Linked DNA regions of Rattus norvegicus: region 2 is linked to region 1. A link is a contact called in public Hi-C data. All regions are on one chromosome and are shown on one strand. The core of a region is the stretch at or near the end of the contact, and the rest is flanking DNA. Distances in the headings are between cores, read along the strand shown. Region 1 overlaps Plcb1 (phospholipase C beta 1). Region 2 overlaps Plcb1 (phospholipase C beta 1).

What was found. A called contact is a pair of places that touch in the nucleus more often than the background predicts.
Region 2: a Hi-C map of liver shows a contact between it and region 1, with 5 times the contacts expected there. The contact joins two enhancer-like sites. A contact is called at or near these places in 2 of 12 Hi-C or Micro-C datasets (both in liver).

Annotation. Positions count from the first base shown.
Region 1 is chr3:142,566,803-142,574,647 of GRCr8, reverse strand. All of the region lies in intron 2 of Plcb1 (phospholipase C beta 1), which reads right to left. Among named protein-coding and RNA genes, the nearest start is that of Plcb1, 58 kb to the right of the region's middle. Within about 2 kb of position 4,362, at least 12 of the 93 cell types and tissues checked have an H3K27ac peak or open chromatin away from gene starts, as enhancers often do. A contact at or near this core is called in liver, where this site is marked.
Region 2 is chr3:142,702,605-142,710,449 of GRCr8, reverse strand. All of the region lies in intron 2 of Plcb1 (phospholipase C beta 1), which reads right to left. Among named protein-coding and RNA genes, the nearest start is that of Plcb1, 190 kb to the right of the region's middle. Within about 2 kb of position 4,744, at least 7 of the 93 cell types and tissues checked have an H3K27ac peak or open chromatin away from gene starts, as enhancers often do. A contact at or near this core is called in liver, where this site is marked.

The sequences.
Region 1 (7,845 bases), core at 3,113-5,612:
CTTGTATGCAATGAATGTATAGTCATGAAGAAAAATTAGATCGTCACCTTTTGCTGGAAAATGAAAATAATTAGCAACCATTACACTAGCAAAATAAGTCAGACTTAGGGAAATACTACATGTTTCGTCTTATGCAGACAATAAATTTAAATACATATAGAAAATACTTTTTCCTGATCATTGTTACATGGATATGCAAAATGTGCATATACATGCCAACCATCATCCATCCCTATTAGAATGCATTTGTTTGTGTGTTTGTTTTTGCCACCTTGGTCATGCTGTCATTCAACACCTACTGTGTGACTTATTACTTGTTATTCAGACTGTTAGATTCCCATCTCTCCAATTCTACTCACTGTTTCTCCAAAGCCTCTCCAGAGCTTTCTATTGACTGGGAGAAGAAGGAAACCCTCAAGCCCCAAATGCTGCTGGGCTGCTTTCCTTTCACTCCTGAATCAGTGCTCCTATCTCTTTGTCCAGTGCTCTAAGCTCTGGGTTCACTGCCTTCGCACTATAAGTCTCCTCAAGGGGAGCTCTTCCACATTGCCAAGCTCAAGGGACTCACATGCTTAGGACTCGATGCGCTTCCCATCTGGACTCAAACTGTTTGAAAGCTCAGATCCTACTGACTCCAGGTTCTCTGAACCCACAGCCCAGACAGGGTGCCTTTGAAATACCATCTCTCAGGGCAGCACTTTCTCCTCCACTCCACAGCAGACTCTCCGTGCTTCTCCAGGACTCACGTGTATGCCACACTTACAGAGTTTTATGCCCTTGGTGACCATTCCTATCTCCAGTTGCATGGTTCTAACATAAAGTAGATGCTCAGTGAACAATTACCCAAGAGTGTACGTATAAATGAACAGATGGCTTAAAACATAGGAAATAGAAAAGACATATCAGTCCTATGTCAAATGTGCTAATGTTACTATAGTGTGTGTGTGTGTGTGTGTGTGTGTGTGTGTGTTCCAGAAGAAGTCTTTCTCATTCCATTTGTGCTTTTGAAGCAAAAATAGAGTAGGCAGAATGGCTTATAAAAAGAAATCATACCATTATCCTTTATTGCTCTCAGGTCTGAAGATGGGTACACATAAATCAAGGGACCTGGCAGATTCCCTGCCAGGTGAAAACTGCTCTCTTCCTCCTAGAAGGATATCTTCTGCTGCTTCTTGTGTGGCAGAGTGGGCAAGAAGGATGCCATGGATTCTTTTCTAAAGGTGGTGATTTTATCGAGGGGCTAACCAGAACACTCCTTGTCACCTTCCAAAGGCCCCAAGTCCACATGCCATAACAGTGGGGATCAGTTTCAAAGGTTTGGGAGGATACAGCAACACTCAGCAGTGACAGACCTTCTGTCTCAGTAACACAATGACAAATTATTGCTTTATCTATTAAGCCTCTTTTATTTTTTTCTCCTTTAGAATACTTTCTTCTTTATTTTCTGAAAAGGTTTTCTACTAATAGCATCTGGGAAAAGCCCATCTTCATAATGTCGAATAATTATGCAATTTTTGCAGTGGAGTATTATTTCTACTTAAATCAGAGACAAGGTGCTAAATTGGGTAGGCAAATTAGAATTGGTATAAGGGGGCTGAGAGAAGTCATTGCAGGTTGCAAAGAAATTGGATGTTATGAAACATGCCTCAACTTTGTCTCCTTGTTGCTACTGCACTGTTGCTCGCTGAGCAAGCCTAGTCTAGTCAGATGTGGACAGGAAGACAGAATTTGTCATGCTCACAGAAAATGGTAGAATGCCCTTTTGCCTCTCGTACTGAAAGTGCAAACCTTTTTATTACTAAGTCTTTTAGGGGGGAAATTAACATTTGCTTACTGTAGTCTATTATAGCCAAGTTAATAGATTCCTAGCTGAAAATAATTAGCCCTCACCAGCAGGATTGCAGAAGATCTCCTATCAATCTAAAACATAAACTTCATCGAAGTTGTCATCTTCCTTTCCTATACTCACCACACTTACTTTAGCCTAAATTGAAAGTGTGCTAATATTGCTGACAAGTGCCCATTCCAAAATCATTCTAATTCTATGTCTTTGAACTGATGAACATTTATTCCAACACATGAACATGGTTCTATCAAGTGCTAAGGGATTAAACATTTAGCTGTTTGCTTGTAAACATTTACCTGTAAAATAAAAAGGACGTGCTACCCTACTGAGAAGTTTCCAACTTTTACACTTTGAATGCTGCAGTAGACATAGCTCATGATTTCACAGCAATATTTATCACAGGTTCTAACTGCTTCAGCCTAAAGATCTGAAGAGGTAACAGAAAAATATAAGTCCCAGCAAAGTCCTAAAAGGAGAAAAGATCAAAAAGAAGACAAAATTCAAATTTAAGCTCAATACTAGATCAGATCCCACTATCTAATCAATAATATGAATTCTGTCAAAATAAAGAGTGCTACATCAACAATAGAACTGTTTCCCTTTCATGTAAGAGAAAGCGGAAACCAGAAAATGTGGTAGCAACATGGTAACACTAGAATTCAAGTTTCCAACTTTCTGCTCTGAACTCTTAGCCCATTGCTTTCTAATGGTCCAGAGTGTCTGCTGAGGCCCTGGACATCCATATTTGGGAAGAAGAAAGCAAAAAGACTCTCTGATTAATCAAATCTGAGGAAAAAATATCAAGGGATACCAAATGCCACTTATGTGTCATTGATCTAGAAGCTGTACATAGCTGCAAGGGAAGCTAGAAAATACCATTTTTATGTCCAAAGAAAAACATTCCCATTTAAATGAATTAAAAAAAAAAACAGGGATAATGCATTTGGTGTGGAAAATAGCTCTCCTTGCCATTCCTACAAGAACATAACAGTCTTCTTTTCTACATTTTCCATCAACTAGTACATGAACACACTTTAAAAAGTATAAAGAAGGTTTATTTAGCCAGTGAAGATTTTCACACCCACCCATCTCCATCTGCCAGTTTCCACCCACCACAAAACACTTTTATTCATTTTTTATATCTCCTTCTAGTTTCTTTAAGGCTAAAATGTGCAAAAGAAGATTATTCTTGCCTCTTCCCCGTCCCCCAGGAGCTATTTCCAAATCAGCACATGGAGCCACCGTTCTCCACTGCTACTTCCTTTGAATTGCCTTTTATAGCTGTGTAGTATTCCATGACTGTGGCTACCAGGGCTTAACTAATTCGCTCCCCTGTCAAATATTTTGTTTTGAGTTCCAGTCTTCTGCTTAACCTGAGCGTATGGAGGTAAGTTTACTGTAGGGGTAAACTGTAGAAGCTTCATTTCCAGCACAAAGGGCATATTTATAATTTTGATAGATATCACCAATCTTTCTTCCATGAATGTGATAATGATATAAACTCCCATTAGCAGCACATGAACGTATCTGTTTCCCATGCCCCCCTAAATATAAGGATCAAAATACCAGTTATCTGTATTTGAATGTTGTCTTTGAGTCTCTAATTATATGAAAATATTGTAAGTATTACATAAAAAGGCAGACATCCCGGGCTGGACTTCACCATCAAAAACGTGCAGAGCAAATGTCTTAGTTATGCTGTAGATATACTGAATAGTCAGTGGACAGTATTTTTTTTATTAAGGTCTGCTAGTTCTATGTGGCTGTTAGACCATTTCCTCTAAACAAGCCCCATTTTCATAAGATCTTGGAATAAACTCACGATCTTTGACACATACCTTCACCATCTGTCCCCCATTGTAATGTTGAGCAGTTGCCTTCTGCCCTGAACATATGCCCTTACTCTTAACAGTTTCTCTCAAAATCCCCCCTGCCTTTTCTACATGTCCGATCCCTCTGGGTCTTTTCTATCCATCCCCAAGGCACTATCTCTACATGCTGAATCTTACCTGTACCTAACCTGCTGTCGTTCAGGTGGCGTTTGCTCCTCTCCTCATAGCTGACAGAAATGCATTCCTACCTTCACAGGTAGATTGGGAGGGGAGTACAACCAACCTCTGTCTCTGATCTGAGGACACAGCCAATGCTGAGTCCTTCCTCATGGAAGCCTTAGGTCAAATGTTCAGGAGGCATGGCTGACAGAGGGCTCTCTTCCAACACCCCAATCTTGCCAGGCAAGTGTCACTTGTCATGTGCCCTTAATGTTGCCTTCAGTCATTTCAACTCTCCACTTAGCAGTGTACAGTTCCTTGTTTTGGTCTCACAGGTTTTTCTCTTAAGTTTGAAACTACATTAAAATAGAATGTTACCCTCTTATTTAGCTGGAAGCCCTTATGTGCATGCTCTTACCTCATTAACTTGTTTCATCCAAGTTCCTCCAACTATCTCCAGTCACATCTGTCAATTTGCTTTCCTTGCCAGATCACAACTACTATGACCTGGCTTAGTGTGCTAGGCACAGGGTGCTGACAAATAGCATTCTATCCAGCTTCCTCACTGGCCTACAGCCACTCTCTTAGGAAAGGACATTAAATATTTGAAACCACTGAGTGACCTTCAATGAACTGCACCTGTAAAAAAAAGACCAGTGCATTTAGAAAAAGAGAGATTATCTCCAGGTCTTTAGTTACTTATTAAAGGACTCCCAGTGTCACTAAAGAGTTAATGGTTGCCCTTAAATAGCCAGCTTTAAGCTGATAAATAATCTGGGTGCTGTAAATAAAAAGCCATCAGGAAGGACCATTATGCACATACAGATTGTCTTCAGATGCCTCAACCTCTAAACTCAGTAAACAACCGACCTGAAAATCCAGGATTCAAAACAGCTGACTGAATCCTCACTTCATTCTGCCATCATAAACACAAAGTGTTTTTCAAGCTCACTAAACACAAAGCATAACTTGTCTTTGATGGGAAGAGGACAGTATTTCAATTCTCAAAACAGGAGCATTGGCACTTGGGAATAGTTAGGATTTTCTCAAGTGTAGAACTGAACAGTTTCATATAATCGAGCAAAAATAACACTAATCTGTGTACTTTTAACAGTGAGTGTAAAAAGAGATATGAAGAAACTACTTATCTGAGAATTTCAGGTGGTTCATGCACTAGCCTGCTTAATGATTAACAAGGCTTCCTGGAAAAGGCATGGGGGTATGCACAACTAATAAAAATGGGGGAAGGGGTCTGCTGCTTCAACAACCTAGGGGAAGGGGGCCACCTGGACCTAATCTGAACAACCCTGATTCTAGACGTTTATACAGAATCTATAGTTCGGTGTTTTTGTGTCTTAATGTGTCAGTCTGTGAGAAAAGGAACGAGCAGAATGCCTGTTCACTACCAATCCAGGATACCCTAGCAACAAGGCAGCTGGTCTCAAGTCACAGCCTTGTGACTTAATAGAACATTAATGAATATTCTGTTAAAGCCACCCTTTCTGCTTTTCTTCTTATACAAATTATTTTCCAAGCAAAGCATCCACAAAGTGTTTGGGTTCCTCCATGTCTCTGCACGGGACAAATAGCAATGAAGAGGGGAGTTGTCAGCACTCAACTTCTCCCATGCTGAAAGCTCTTAGAAAAATCTTCCTGGAAATAATACAAGACATGGGGGATGGGGAATCAATACATTGTCATAACCCTGCTTCTTAAGAATATGTGGATGATAAATTATGGCAAACTTCACCCATAAGGTCATTGCATCTCCTATGAGTACATTGGACTGACTGTGCCACAATCTTTGCAGCAACCTAGAAAGGGCTCCATCTCCCTCGTGTAGCATCTCTGCATCCAAAATGTCTGGTTTTTTACATGTACAAATGGAATATTCCCTAATAGGAATATTATAAACATAATACATATTTTAATAAATTATATGAAATTAAATACATATCCACATAAACATGATATTCAACCATACCTTTATAGTAAAATGGTTACTAAAATACTAAACCAGCATGCCCCCTGATTTCAAAGTACTTATTTTCTCCTACAATAAGAGATATAATTTACTCATTCAACAAAAAAAAAAATAGAAATCTGATGGTTGTTGAATCTTAAACTACTTGGTTTAGTAGTCAACTATGAAACTCTTTTTTATGTTTAGCTCCAAAGTTCCACATTGTGCCATAAGGCATAAGCAAACCACCACCACCCTCAACCTCGCACACCCTAGACAGTAACCATATTTGTTTATTGTTACTTTACTTTAACTCTTCCTCTACCACTATTCATACAATAGGCATTGCTGGAGTCTGAAACTTGACCTGTATATTCAAACTATCGTTCATAGTAGCTATGTGAAAACAAGAGGTGGGAATACTGCCACCACCACACTCATTCTCCACTGGAGATATTGATATTTATTTCAACAGACATGAATGCCAAGGACTATAGAAAAAAATAAATTGCAAGAACTCTATAAAGTAAATGAAGTCTGGCCAGCCATTACTGTCAACAAAAAAAGAAGTGACTGAAAATGTCTCGTGCCACTATAAAATATGTGATTAAAGAGAAAACTGTGGCCCTAATTAGAACTGTCACTGAAGAAATGGAAAAGGGGCAGAATTACAGATATACCCAGAGGATGTGGTAGCTGTCTGTATACCCAAGGGAAAGAGGAGAAAGGGATGGTGGCAACGCCAAAGGGTTGCTATGGGGATGGCAAGGTGACATGAGGAGCTAAGACAAAGATAAAAGGAAGGATTGGGTGGGAGGAAAAGAAACACTCAAAGTGAGGTACTTAATCGGCATCTCTGTAAGGTTACATGGCAAAGGGGTTCACAGATGGGGCGTTAAGGTTGGCATGACAGATAAGAGGTCAGAACTGAATACTAAAAGTGAGTAACAGCACCCACTGGGGTGGGTGAAGTTATGTGGGAACAAATACAAAGTGGCGAGGTCCTAGATGCACTTGAGAAGAAGCACTCTTACAGGGCTATGCAAAGAGCCGATCTCACCAAAAGCCCAGGATATTCAGGTCGGAATACCGTCATCACATTTGTGCTGAGGTCAGGACTTAACGCTGGTGCTCAGAGTCAGTGATAGATCCCAGCAGAAAAGTACACGCTGCTCTGTGCCGAGGAGATAAGACACTCTGACAGCTAACTTTGACTCAAAAAAAAAACCAAAACAAAACAAAATCTTCGGGTTTCTCTAATCAACGATCGGCTCTCCCTCACAATTATATCTCAAATCGAGAGGCCTCCCAGTCTCTCTCTGCCCACTTTATAACTATTTCTTCATCATACAAGTACTTTCAATAATAAAATCTTTTATTCTGCGTTTTTAATCTCATCTAAGTTTTCAATTCTCAGAGGCTTTAGACAATAAGAGACACAGGAAAACTGATGACAACCCTCACTGTCAGTCATCAGATCCTTTCAGCATTGTGGTTGGTAGCAAAATCACAGATAGGCAAAAGGTGTGTACCTCTCGCACACCAAAAATATTATATGGAAAGAGTTTGGAGGTACAGTAGTCACGTTACCTCCCTTTTCTGTCCCCACCACCTTGAAAGTCATATTTATCTTTTTATGCGAACACGATTCTATTTTTATTCATTCTTCTCATTACGCACTTTCCGGACAACACCATGCTAATGACTGACATATTATACAGGTCTTTGTTCATTACTGCAGAGAGATAACGTCACAGCCTCTTCATTCAGCTCTGAGCAATCTTCAAAATCTTCCCTTATATGAACAGCCCGCAACTTATTCAACTGGCTACCTAATCACAGGCGCTTACATCATTCCTCAGTAGAATATTAAAGCAGTCCTGAGACTCAGCTCATTTATACATTATTTTGTACATAAACAAACACATATGAGATAACATCCCAAAGAGAAATTGCTGAGTAAACTTATATTAACAGCTCTGACAGATATTACCAAATCACCCTCATAATAGAGGGATCACTGCACTTTCCCCAAAAATGCATGC
Region 2 (7,845 bases), core at 3,495-5,994, 140 kb before region 1:
CTCCTAAACAAGGTACACATTTTCTAGGCTTTCTATTTCACTTTGAGTGGGAGATGTTGTAAGCACAAACTGGAGGATAATAAGCAATGAAGGTGACGCCTAGGGAAATGGAGGGAAACCGTGGTGACTAATCACATGACATCATGCTGAGAAGGAAGCCGTGGAGTGGGGATGGGCCCGGAAGGTTTCCAGCCTCTTTGCTCATCTTACACATTCTCGTTTAGAGTCTGCAATTTAGCACATATTCAGTAAATACTGAAAATATATTTTTGAGCAAAAGAACCCAAAGCTGCCATTATTCCAGTGGATAGATTTCAGTCTAGATATGTCTTCAGAGAGTGTTTATTCACAAGAAGAGTGAATTCACAGAGTGGAGAAACAGGAGCAAAAAGCAATAGCCCACATAGATGTCTTGCTGAGATGACAAGGTTAGTTCATGAGGCAACCTGTTGATAGGAACACCCAGGAGAGCAGGGTGGATAAGAGGAAAATAAGCCATGCAAAGGTCCCAAAGAAGGAACACATAACATGCAAGTTTAAAAATGCTGTGCACTCTAGGAGACAGCATGGCTAACTTCCAGCCTCGCAAGACACCGTGGCTAGTATAAGAGCTTGTGTCAGTATTCGAAAAGTACTTAAAACAGTGGTTCTCAACCTCCTAAGGCTGCCACCCTTTAATACAGTTCCTCATGCTATCATGATCCCCCAACCATAAAACTGTTTCCATTGCTACTTCACAGCTCATTTTCTACTGTTATGAGCTGTAATGTACTTCCTGATGGTCTTAGTTGACCCCTATGAAAGGGTAGATCTACTTGCCCCTCCACAAATGGGTTGCAACCCATAGGTTGAGAACCACTGACTTAAAGACTCCGTCAAGTTTTGAACAAGAGCTTCCAGATCATCATTAGAAGATATCACTTTGGCCTCAAAATACAGTTTCTCAATATTTGTAGCAGAATCGTCCCTAGAACTTCAAGGACACCACTATTTACAAAAGTTCCCAGCCTTGCATAAATATATATTATCTGTAGGTAACTAAGCAAACTGTCTTAGTTAGGGTTTCTATTGCTATGAAGAGACATCATAACCTTGCAACTTTTATAAACAAAACATTTAGCTGAAGCTGGCTAACAGTTTCTAAGATTTAGTCCATTATCTTCTTGGAGAGAAGCATGGCAACATATAGGCAGACATGGTGTAGGAGAAGGAGCTGAGAGTTCTACGTCTTGATCCATGGGCAGCAGAAGGAAACTGCTAGACTTGGCCTGATTTGAGCATAAGAGACTTCAAAGCCTGTCCACACAGTGGCACACTTAGTCCATCAAGGCCATACATACCGTAAGAAGGCTACGTTTCCTAATAGTGCCACTCCCCGTGAGCCAAGCATATTCAAACCACCACACACATCTTCTGTGATTCTTTAAATCTTCTCTGGATTACTTACAATGTCCAAGGCAATTTACATAATATATAAGTCATTGTTAGACTACATTTGGGGGGAAATCATGACAAGAACTTGTCATTACGGATTCAGTAAACACACAATTTCTTTCTTTTGGAATGTTTTTGATCCACAGTTGTGTGCTGTTCAAAAATACACACCCTGGTAAGGACTCTGGTAAGGAATTCTAGAATGACTAGGTCTTCATTGTAGTTTTGATATCTAGAGTGATCAGAAAAAGATAAACTACAAGGAATCAGATGATAAACCAGAAGACCTTCATACAATCAATGCCAAGAAAAAGTCCATCCAGGAGGAGGAGGTTAGTTATTAGTCTTAAAACTTATGGAGAGCTTGAATTAATGAGGCAAAAAGTTTATTGAAGTTTATTGTGATGGGATTAAAGTTTCTTTATCACAAAGGAGGTGGACATGAACAGTGTAATTAGCACTACCAACAGGAGCAGTAAGTAGAACTATTACAAACAGAGACCAGAGATCTACCAAGAATTGCAGGAGATGATCTGCAGGTGTCACCGCATTGAACAGTGCAACAGCACTGACACTGTATCTAATTCTTCCCTTTGTCAGATGAGAGAACTAAGAAATTTGCCACCACTATTGGCCAACTGGGTAATTTTATTACACAGGGCAACATCTTCGCCACTTGTAGTAGGGGGATACTAAGGTGGCCCTGTGGCACCAGGGCATTTATGTAAGTACTTCCACTCAAATATAGGCACAACCACACTGGCTTTGACCCAGGAGACTGGGGCAGGGGTGACAAATTATCAAGCTCATGATTATGCTGGGAGAGGTGGAGAAGGTGAGAGGATGTTGCAGAATGTATGAAAGCTTTCAATCTGGTGACTTAACCAAAAGTGCCTTCTCAGAATATCTAAGTAAGAGAAGGTAGGAACAGAGGCTCTGAACTGACTGCTATGTTGTGTCCTATCTAAGTAAAAGAAAATCTCTAGGAGAAAGGGAATTCAGACGAACAATGTTGAGGAAGTAAACGGTGACAATGACATGAGCCTAGGTGGCAAAATTAGAGCTAAATGTGCAGCAGCCACCCTGAAGACTTCCTTGCATCCCAGCGAGCACCCAAACAGGTGTGACTCTGACAGATTGAAACACTACGAGAGATGTTTGCCATTAAGTGTGTTCTAATTTGTTATAAAGCAGGAGAGAACAAATACAGTACTCCCCGAGAACATCTCAAATGATAGCATGACTTTATTTTCACCTCACAATATAATCTTTCTCTGTGAAACCTATATCTACCTTAGATGACAAATAGATATATGTGAAGTCTACGGACAACATGCTTGAGTTTACTAGTTCTTATTATCAGGCAGCTCATAGAGCGAGGTGCCATACTTGACTCGGGTGGGAGGTGTATGGTGCTGCATTTGTTAAGGACTCAAGCAATAGACAACAATATCAGTGTCGCTAAAGATTACACTCATACAATCTTCTGCTATCCGCTGTGCTAGGAGAACATACTCACTTCATGCTAATCAGATTAAGGGATAATAGCAGCCATCATTTTGCAAATGGTTTCTTGAGTGCTAGAACCGATCTCTCTGAATATTTTAGGTGAGCACAGGATCTAATTTCCATAAAAGGTCTTTAGAAAGGAATAGGAGACACTATAGACGTATCATGGGGCAAGCTGCTTCTACCTGTGGAGTCCAGATGATCTCAGTGTAGCCAGATTGACTTTCTGAGTCATCTAAAATGTTAGCATTGGCCTTTACCTATTTCAGGGTGGGTGAGCTGCCAGCAGAATTTTTAATCTGGCCATTGAATCTGCTTCTGATCTTACCTTCCGACAACTGAACACACAACTTACCATATGCCAGTTATACTCCTTAAGCTCCTTTATGGCTCAACATAATGGTTTTGAGAATATGGTCCTTTGACAAAGGACACCAATACCACTTGAGAGATGACAGAAAGGTCTTTGCCTTCCCCTAGACATACTGTACTAGAAGCTATGGCGTGGAAACCAACAATCTTGTAAAATAAGCCTCAGGGTGATTCAAATACAAGCCAAGGTTAGAGAACTTCTGCCCTAGATCTTAAATGGAGACAGTAGCTGCCCACAGAGAAGCCTAATTAAGCAGAGCTAGGTAGGACATCCAGACGTTTGGATGGGCTACCTTTATCCATTTATGAAAGAATTGCACCGAAGTCCTTATTAGCAATGAAAGAACTGTTCATCAATAGTCTGAAAAAAGTTTGCTTTAGACTTCTGTGTGTATCAGCAGCAAGTGTATTAAAGCAACCATTTCTATGCTGAGCCCTGGAGGCCAGGCAGAGTCAGAGCCACATTCTAAGTAAGGCTGGCTTAGTTCCAGATGTTCTGATTCAAACCCTGTGCGTGATACTTCTGGGCTGGCAACCAAATACACTTCGCTTTCTCTCTAGTCACAAAATCAGGGCATGTCTGGTGATCTCTGAAGTCTACATAAACAACATCCAACCTTGCTTTACCTTTGTAGCCACTTGGTGAAATAAATCTACCTGGAGAAACTAATTTTTACCTTCAACTATTTGTTTAAAAATAGACAGTAGACATTTCTCAGCACTAAGTTTGTATTTTGTCTGATTGAGTCTGAGTTTCAGCCATGACAGGTTCCCAAGACACTTTTGATCTTAAGTGACGTTTTGAATATGTGAGGAGTTAATCTGTTTTAAATTCACACACACACACACACACACACACACACACACACACACACACACACACACACACCACAATGCTTCTGTTTCTTTTGCAATGACTTGCTTCTTAAGATTACTTTGAGTTTTCTGGCAAGGCAGAGGGATCAAACTGAGTCTCTTCCAAATGCTAATTTGTACCATATGGGGTTGGGAATCTAATGGGGAGGATGAGGCTTAATGAATTTTCCTGAGGAGAACATTCAGAGTCAATCAATATATGGACCCTGAGGTTCTCCTGGAGTGCTCTGAATTTAAAAGTAAACTTTCCTTTTGATTAAGCTGCAGATCAGCCCAGCACTAATGCGTGTACAAAACAAACCAAGTGGCTAAGACTAAGCACTCTGGGAAAGCTTAAGTCCTCCCAGGTTGTTTTTCATGAATTCAGGACATCCGCTGTGCTGCTCACCTGGCTCCCTGCCTAGCCCCTTTTCTAGCTAGACACCACCTCCCATGGTCTATTTCACTCTCACAACGGGCATTTGTGATCTTTGACTACCTTTGGCCTGCTAGACACACTTTTCTGAGGGGAGGAGACAGCAGGGAGTGCTGGAAGGCTGTGTACCCTGGAGCAAACTTGAGCTGTTGACTGACAGGTGGAGACAGAATGCCTGGCAACCCAGACACAGGGTAGGACAAAGTTCCCAGTACAACTTTTGCTCTGGAGCCCTCAGGAGGGCATTATTTAAGGCTGGGGCTCTAGCTTAAACCCTTGCCTGGCCCCACCCCAATCCTTTTGGGTAGCCTCAGTGGTCATTATTTCCTAGGGTTCTTTTCTTATGACACCTTTTAGACATAACGCCTTGCATGGGTTGGGGGTGATAAGTTCAAAGCGCAGATCCCTTATCATTTATTTATAGCTAATTTGGAAAATAAGGTTAAACTGGAAACCAGCCAGAATCATACACACTTACTGCTGTTAATTATTATGTCTTTGGCCATGCCCTCTTCTGCATGTCCAAGCCATCATTATTACATACCGTCTTAATTCAGTTCAAATTTCATGTCAGTGCTGGGCAAGTCACCTTATATCATCCGTAGCACATAAGCTATTTTGACCCTTCCTGAGAGATAGACAGCTGGAAGCAAAATGTGTGCCAACAGTTTTAGCAAAAGTATAGCCACGTCATTATCTAGGAGGAGCCTGATTTTAAATCCTCCCCACTAGGAAAATCAAAGCTATAAAAAGCAGTCATTTACCTAATCCCCTAGTCAGACTTAATTTTGTCAAATTCAGTGCTAAAAGGAAACATGTTCATCTCCACTGTGTGACTTCCTTCTTTATAAGGATGGATTTCATTTTTGCCACCCACTCTGACTCTTCTATGAAAAAAAAAACTCTGAACCTAATGGGACACATATAACTTTATTCCAAACCTGAATAAAAATGATTCACAAGCAGTACTAACTAGCCTCGTTGGGTGATCAAATGACAAAAAAGGCATTAAGTTGGGAAGGGAGGGTCTTGGGGGGTTCATGGGGAAGACTAAGGGAGAGATGGAAAGTATACATGCCTGCATTCTCAAAATTATAGGAAAATGGTTTTTAACCCCAGCAAAAATAGAAAATACAAATAATATTCTTCTAGGTGTTTTCAGGAATATCATCAACTTTGTATTGATCCTTATTAGGAAGGAGAGGGAGGGTAACAAGTGAATCTGACAGTGAATGCTGATGAGAGATGCAAGACAGCACAGGTTGAATAAAAGTAAAGAGTTTAGATTTCAAACCTTCAAAAAGGGGCAAACTTTAAGTGTTCTCATTATGGGGCACTGGAATACATAGGAGGCCGTGGATCTGTTCATTAGCTTGATAAAGTCTGAGCACACCGCATAACATCACATTGTGTTAAACAAATATGGTTGCTTATTGGCCAATTTGAGGCGTGTTTATATAAGTTTATGCATACATGCAATCACCACTAGTGAAAAAAGAAGCCATGAATTTGAAGGAGAATGGGGGTAGGTTGAAGGGAGGGTTTAGAGGGAGGAAAGAGAATGAAAAGATGTCACAATTATATGATAACTTCCAAAATGTCGGTGGGTTTTTGTTTGTAGGAGAACTATGCAAGAAAAACAAAGCAGACCTGGTGATCATGTGAGGCTCAAATTCAAGACTTACTCAATGAAATTCAAGGCGATGCAAGTATATCCATAGTGGACGGGGCCCACACTCTGAAGACAGAGACATAAGGATCACAGATCCTCAAGAACTAAGGCTGTAGTAGCAAATTTGAAAGGAGAGGGGAGAGATCTAGACCTGTAGGAGTTCACTAAAAATGGCTGCATTTTAGAGAACATAGGAATTTCAATCTTAAGGTCAGATGTAGACACATTTGGGAGGCGGGCAATGAGTGGGAGAAATAGTGAATAGTCTTACACTGTCCTTAAACTTCTGCATAGGGGATCATGGAGCTGCTCCCAGTCTCCCTCCTGACAATGAGAAAGGAAGTAATAAGTTGTGAAAACTCTTTTACAAGACCTAATGTTTGCCCCAATTACTGCCCAGAACAGCAAGTCCAAAGAAAACAAACAAGGGCAGCTAATAGAAGGCATTTGTTTTCGACAGCACTCCCCTGACTTGACCTTTAGGAGAACGCTGAGAAAGCCTCACATCTCCTTTCTTTATCTGAATAGGTTGAAAAATGATGACAACAGACACTTTATTTCAATCAACTGGTGAGGAGCATGGAGCCATTCAGAAATTAAAGAATAGGAAGTTGGATGAGAGTAAAAGAGAGTTAAGAAGCCAGACGGAAGTTGAGACCAGAAGGACTCTTGAGTAAAGCCACACCCTGAAAGAAAAAAAAATCACAGAAAGAAAACATACCACTGGTGCGGAGCTAAAACAAACCCACATTAAAACAATGCAACGCATGATTTAAGAGGGGTTTGTCTCCTGTTACTATCTGTGCTTTTTTTCTATCACACACACACACACACACACACACACACACACACACACACACACACGTTATTTCTGCAAAGAGACAATGAGAGGAGGCAGGAGAAACTAGAAAGCATTCCATAGGTGCTAACAGTGATAATTCCTAGCATAAGCCTAACATGCAGGGGTCAGCCATGGCTTTTGTCTCTGTATAGACAGAGATGATAAAAAAACATGGAGGTATAAGCTAGGAGAAGAGGCAGCCAGTTTTCATGCCCACCTACACTCAGGAAGGCTGATTAATGGTGGCGGCAGTGGTTACAGTGTGGTCCCCTGAAAATCTACTCAGACAGAATGGATCGGTACACTTTACATTTGGTTTCTGTGCATGCTCAGACCAGAATGTCCCCTTGTCACGGCAGAGGACTCTGAGAACAGAGAATTCACTGAAAGCCAAGTGTAACAAATAAAGAGAGTCCTTGGATGACTTTTCTCAAAGTCTAAGCTGTATGGTGGACTGAGAACCATTGGATAATGGAACTGTTCCCATCAAAAGTTGGCATGGGCACAGGGCTGGAGAAAACGTCTTTGTAATTTCTGCTTCTTCTCAATTAAATACATCATCCTTTTAAACAACATCTTTGTAAAACACAGTTAAGGGAAAATATCTAATATACGATAGTTCTTTTTATCAAAGACGAGGCAGTGGGGAGCAAGAGTCAGTAAGATGTCCAGTTGCTGGGAGATGTCTTTTGCCAGAATTGCACGGACTAATCCCAGTGATCACCT